Regions from separate parts of the Oryctolagus cuniculus genome. Here region 2 is linked to region 1. A link is a contact called in public Hi-C data. All regions are on one chromosome and are shown on one strand. Each heading gives the region's core, a stretch centred on a gene start, on an enhancer-like site or on the middle of the called end of the contact. The rest is flanking DNA. Distances are from core to core; before and after follow the strand shown. Region 1 holds the start of PLK4 (polo like kinase 4). Region 2 holds the start of INTU (inturned planar cell polarity protein).

Region 1 (2,755 bases), core at 129-2,628:
AGCTCCCTTCCAATGAGCCTGACAAGCAACAGATGGTGGCCCCGCCACTCATGGGGGAGACCTGGAGGGAGTTCCTGGCTTCCTGCTTCAGCCTGGACATTTGGGGAGTGAACCAGCAGAAGGAAGATCTCTTTTTGTCGCTTTGTCTCTTTCTCTGTCACTCTGCCTTTCAAGTAAACAAATCTTTAAAAAGGGGGAGGGCAAAGCATAGCATATGCAACCTGTTCCAGAATGAGTCATGAAACTAGAAAATGGGCTTGTATATGTGCTAGTACATACTGTATACATGTATATCACATACAGAGAACACTAAAACGTGACTAAGGGATAATTCAGGGTTTTATAACTTTTCTGTAAGCTTGAAATTAAGTTTTTTCAAATGATGGCGAATTGTAGGAACCAATGAAAAGCCAATAGCAAAAGCAAGTCTGGTAGATGGGGAACAGAACCTCACTGGGAACTACTCAAGCATTATGACATCCAGCCTTTAAGGAAAGACTGCCAGGCTTGAAGGGAGAAAGTAGACTTTTAAGAGATTTTTGTTTTTACAGCTCCCAGGTAGATACCCTGTAGTAAACTTGGTATGAGAAAAGAGCTTTTTTTTTTAAAAAAAGCGTTTTTTCTTTTAATTTTATTTATTTACTTACTTATTTATTTTTTATTTGACAGGCAGAGTTAAGACAGTGAGAGAGAGAGAGAGAGAGAGAGAAGTCTTCCTTCCGTTGGTTCACTCCCCAAATGGCCGCTACGGCCGACCGGCGCGAGAAAAGAGCTTTTGATTTGATTTAGAACTAGTTTGTGTACTAGTGCTCCGTTAATATGCATCCTTCCTAGCCAGCACAGTCTCTTACCTGCAAAAAGTGGATCATCTCAACCTTACAGAGGTCTCTACCTATCCTAAGCCTGTGTGGTTAACTGCAGGTTATTATTCAAATGATATTATAATACTTAGCATACTGTTTATCAAAACAGAATAAAGTTTCTTAAGTACTGAACACATTAATTGCAGTTATAAAAAATTACAAAAAACGCCAATGGTATGCGCATGTGCAACGTTAACACTTATGTCCAGTCTAAACGTTTTTGACACTCTTAAGTATTAACACCGTTCGCAGAACTGGAAGTCGATTTTCAGACCGTGAAGTAAATAGCCGACCATTTATAAACGTCCAGTCTTTAAGGCTTGCTCTTTCACGCGGCTTCCGAACGCCGGGGAGCGGACGCCCGGGATCCCCACAACGGGCCCGGGATCCCCACAACGGGCCCGGGGTCTCCACAACGCTCCCGGCGGCCGGCCCTCAGGCTTGGAAGCCTCCGCGGACCACGGAGGGGCGGCTGCTGCGCATGCGCGCCCCGGCGCAGCCTCTCCGGAGCGACCCGTCTCATTACGTCACGGCCAACCTCGCCCGGACGGCGAGCGGCGGGAGTTTTTCAAAATGGAAGCACAGAGGCACCGCCCAGGCCTCGGAAGGTGTCAGGGAGACCTTTCGGTGGCTCTACCGTCGTCGCCGGGAACGGCGGCCTAGAGAGAAGAGCCTGATGGGCGCCAAGACCGGCTGGCTGCTTGGAGCGCTGCCTCGAAGGGACTACGCGAAGGGAGCTAATCCGGGGAGTAGCAGCCGGGGCCTGGAAATATGGCGACCTGCATCGGGGAGAAGATCGAGGTGAAAAGACTCGGCGGTCTACGGGGAGGGTGGGAGTCGGAGGCGCAGGACTCGAGGCCAGTGTGGGGAAGGGAACGAGCGGGGCTAACGGCTGCGGGGCGGGCGCCGGGACCCTTGAGGAAGGTGCCAACCGCCGAGGGCCGGCTGTTTGGGGGCGGGGCGACCCGCCCCTCCGAGGCCGTGGGTGGGAGGGCGGCGGACAGGTGAGTAGCTCGCCGCCCGCACTGTTCCCCAGGCCCCGCGACTTCCTGTGATAGCTCCCGCCAGACCTGCCGCGCTGGAGCGGGGGCAAAGCTGCCTCCCCCTTCCCCAAGGGGATGGCGGTTACGTCTGGCGGGCGCTGCGGCGGGATTCTGTCCAGGCTCTCGGCTCCCAGGGGTTGGCTGGAGGTAGGAGGAGGACGCTAAGGCTGCACCGAGGTGGAGGAAGCAGATTAGGTTGTTGCATGCAGAGCCCAGCCTGGAAGCCCAGGGAGCCCCGCAAGGTGTCAACATGCTTCCCACCCCAGACACCTGCTCTATCAAGGTGCTTGAATTTTGTCAGATTCCTTCACGATCCATTTTATCTTTTCCCAGCCCCTTCCCATGTCTCTCCCCTCTCTTGTGTAAGACATCACATATAATCTTTAATTTTAACTTTTAAGGATTTTAAGGTTGGAAATCTGCTCGGCAAAGGATCATTTGCTGGTGTCTATAGAGCTGAATCCATTCATACTGGTTTGGAAGTTGCAATCAAAATGGTAAGAATATCAGCTTTTCTCTTGTACTTTGCAAGTAGCCAGGGAGGTGTACGGTTTCATGTGTCAGAAACTCCTTACTTTTCTTTGTGGAGAATACATTGTATAAGACAGTAGGAATGCCAGGCCCAGCAGTTGAGCTTAAGGACCTTTTGAGACAGCCTTGACCTTAACTTAAATAAGTATTTTATTTCCGTTAATGTTCAGTAGACCTGGTATATGTTGTAAATATTAATACTTGGGAGTATTGAGTAGAGATCAGATAATTCTTTATACTAAGAATTTTCTTAGGTATAGTTCTACATTACACTGTAATGACCCAAAGTACTGTTCTTGATAGTTGGAAGTCAGTTTA
Region 2 (2,755 bases), core at 189-2,688, 240 kb before region 1:
AGGCAGCAGAAGATGGTCCAAGTGCTTGGAGTCCTGCACCCACATGTGAGACCCAGATGGAGTTCTGGGTTCCGGGCTTCAGCCTGGCTAACCCCTGGGCAGCGCAATCATTTGGACAGTGAACCAACAAATAGAAGATATCTCTCTCTGTAACTCTTTTAAATTAAAAAACTTTTTAAAAAAAGCAAACAGGAGGACGTTGACATACTGAATGCAGAAGTAAGTAGCAGTCTGTATACTAAGAGAAGGGACCTCACCGTTCATCCTCTTCACCCACTTGACCAAGAAGTCAAACCTGATTGTAGACGACTACCTAAGACAGATTTACAGGTGACATTTGTAGATCCTACAGTGAATAGCCAATACATTAATTACTCTGCCATTTAAAATTAATCTACTACCATGTAGAATTAACCTGTAATCTATAATCGGTGGCATTTCACATCTAAAACTACGGCTTCGCAGTTCTCCGTTCATCATCCTTCTAATTCTGACTTCAAAGGGGTTCCCAGGAGGGAGTCACACATGGGTCACTTTTCCAAGACGAAAACTCATCAAATTTAGACTTGGCACAACCACAAACCATAAAATAGTCTATTGAAACGTCTAATATTCCTAAGTGAAGAGACTGTCTCCTGGGATCAAATATATGCTAAAAAGATTTCCAAGAAAAAATAAAGGATTCATACTAGAATACTCAGACCATCTTTTACTCATTCTTGCATCTCCAGGGACAAGAACTCAGGGCAGCACGTAGCAGGTGACTGACAAACGTTTACATGGATGGGTGAACCTACACGGCTTCTTCTGGGCTGAATTTAAATTCCCATTAAGAACAGTCATCCAGCTTGCTCCCCTTCCCATTCATTTTCGGATCTTGCAAGGAGTCACTGGAGCCTCTCCTCCGGGCTACGGAAGCTTCAGGTGGTGGCTTCCTCCGCTGGGGGCGGCGCCTGGGCACCGGTGTCCCTCGCGGGGGCGGCCTTGCGGTCCAGAGAGGACGAAGTGAAGAAGAAGGAGCCGGAGCCTGCACTAGGCGGCGGAAGAGCGCAGCTCCGGGTGGCGGGTTCGCGCGGCGCTCGACGGCTCGCCCCGCGCGCCAGGGTCCCTGCCGGCGAGGACAGACAACTGAAAGAGGCGGAAAAGGGCACTGTGCAGCTGGCAAGCCCTGGCACAGGGGCGGTGGCCAGCACAGTCCTCACCTGCCCCGAGCTCCCGGAGCGCGACGAGTGGCGGCGCCGCTTGCCTGCGTGCGGTGCCCCACGATACGCGCGAGTCGGCAAGTGGAAAAGGAGGACAGAGGTCGGCCACACCGCCGCCTGCGGTCCTGGGATTTGCGCGTCCGACGCCAGGCGGCCTTTTCCTTCAGCGCTAGGTTTCCTGGCGGTGGCGGGAGCCGGACGGGAGACCGGGGTCGAGGCGAGCGTTGGCGGTGAGACCTCGCCGGCCGCCCCCCGGGCTGCGCGCGCTACCTGTTGGACGCCTGCACGGCGAGCCTAGCTCCAGTGGGCATGTTTCAGGTGGGCAGGTCCAGCATCCCCAAACCCGCCCCCCGGAACCTGGAGGACCTGGACTCGGTGCAGCGCGTCCTGCTACACAGGTCAGTGCCGGGGCCGGGGGCTCGGGGAAAGCCCGCCCTCTGCTCCCTGGGGGTCGTGGCGGAGGGAGGGGCCGCTCTTCTTTCAGGGGTCTGTAGGAAGCGTCAGCTTTGGGACTCGCCCTAGGGGGCTCCTGCGCCCGAGGGGCGTTGGGACGTGCCGCCAACCCTTTCCAGAATTCGATGCTCGCGCTCGCCGGGTTCCGCCGCTGAGACTGCGGCCCCGCGCGGCTCCGGGTCACCCGTGTCCTCCAGAAAACGCTGCAGCGAACAGAGCTGCAAAACTTCCCTTCCTACACCTCCAGACTAACCCCAGGAAAAACAGCTAAGAGTTTTGTTCAGACTTTACTTGAAATTGCAATAGGAGTCTCTTTTTTTCTCTCTCTCTCTCTCTCTTTAAACAAATCTACTTCTACCGCCTCCTCCGTCCCCCACGCGCGCGCGCGCGTGCGCACTGCCAGACACGAACAACTACACAAAAGAAATGGGAAGAGTTTTTGTAAGAACGACAAGAACCCCAGCTTTCTGGGAATGGTTAGCGTGGGCATTACCTGCTATGCTAATCTCTTTATGGAAATCGAAGAACACCTATTACGTCCTGTGCACGGGGTGGTGAGTTTACAGAGGAGGCAATGAGAATCCACGTGGGGAGCGAACTCCCCTCCCACGCTTAGAAAGGGTTGAGGGATGCCGGGCAGCAGTGCTGCTTGAACTCTAGGGAGACCTGGCTTTCCTAAGACGTAAGATATGGAAAAAACTCCCTTAGAAATACATCAAAAGTAACCCTTGAATACACTTGCGGCGAGCAAGAGTAAGTGGCGCTTGGTAAATATCTGTCGGGGGAGGTTTATGTGAGTTCTCTCATCTGTAAACGTTTCAAGTGACCCTTTTAAGTCTTTGTGCAAAACCATATGAGCTGTAGAAATCCTGTTCCGCTGCAAGTGTGAGTCAAAAGAAAGACGTTGTGCAAGGGAGAAGTCCAATTTCTTCGATTTAAGAGTTGCCTTCTGAAACCTGCAATTTTCTAGCGTTGGTTTCCTCCCCCTTTTCTCCCCCCCCCTCCCCAGAGTCCCTGCCATATACAATAAAATATTATCAAAAGTGCAGCTAAAAAAGCATTCTGCTCAGTTCTCCAGACAATTCCCCCTGCATTCGATA

The links. Hi-C and Micro-C count contacts between places; a contact is called where the count stands out from the background.
Region 2: a Hi-C map of an unstated tissue shows a contact between it and region 1, with 2.2 times the contacts expected there. The contact joins the promoter of INTU here to the promoter of PLK4 in region 1. A contact is called at or near these places in 2 of 6 Hi-C or Micro-C datasets (skin fibroblasts and an unstated tissue).

The regions. Positions count from the first base shown.
Region 1 is chr8:36,836,513-36,839,267 of mOryCun1.1, reverse strand. PLK4 (polo like kinase 4) reads left to right here and starts at 1,378. Exons shown (of 16, transcript XM_008267947.4): 1 at 1,378-1,664; 2 at 2,308-2,403. The coding sequence starts at 1,635.
Region 2 is chr8:37,074,087-37,076,841 of mOryCun1.1, reverse strand. INTU (inturned planar cell polarity protein) reads left to right here and starts at 1,438. Exons shown (of 16, transcript XM_051819869.2): 1 at 1,438-1,600. The coding sequence starts at 1,512. It overlaps LOC108178131, which reads right to left and starts at 1,513. Exons shown (of 3, transcript XM_070047111.1): 1 at 1,502-1,513; 2 at 1,203-1,468; 3 at 690-1,128. The coding sequence starts at 1,513. The coding sequence ends at 921.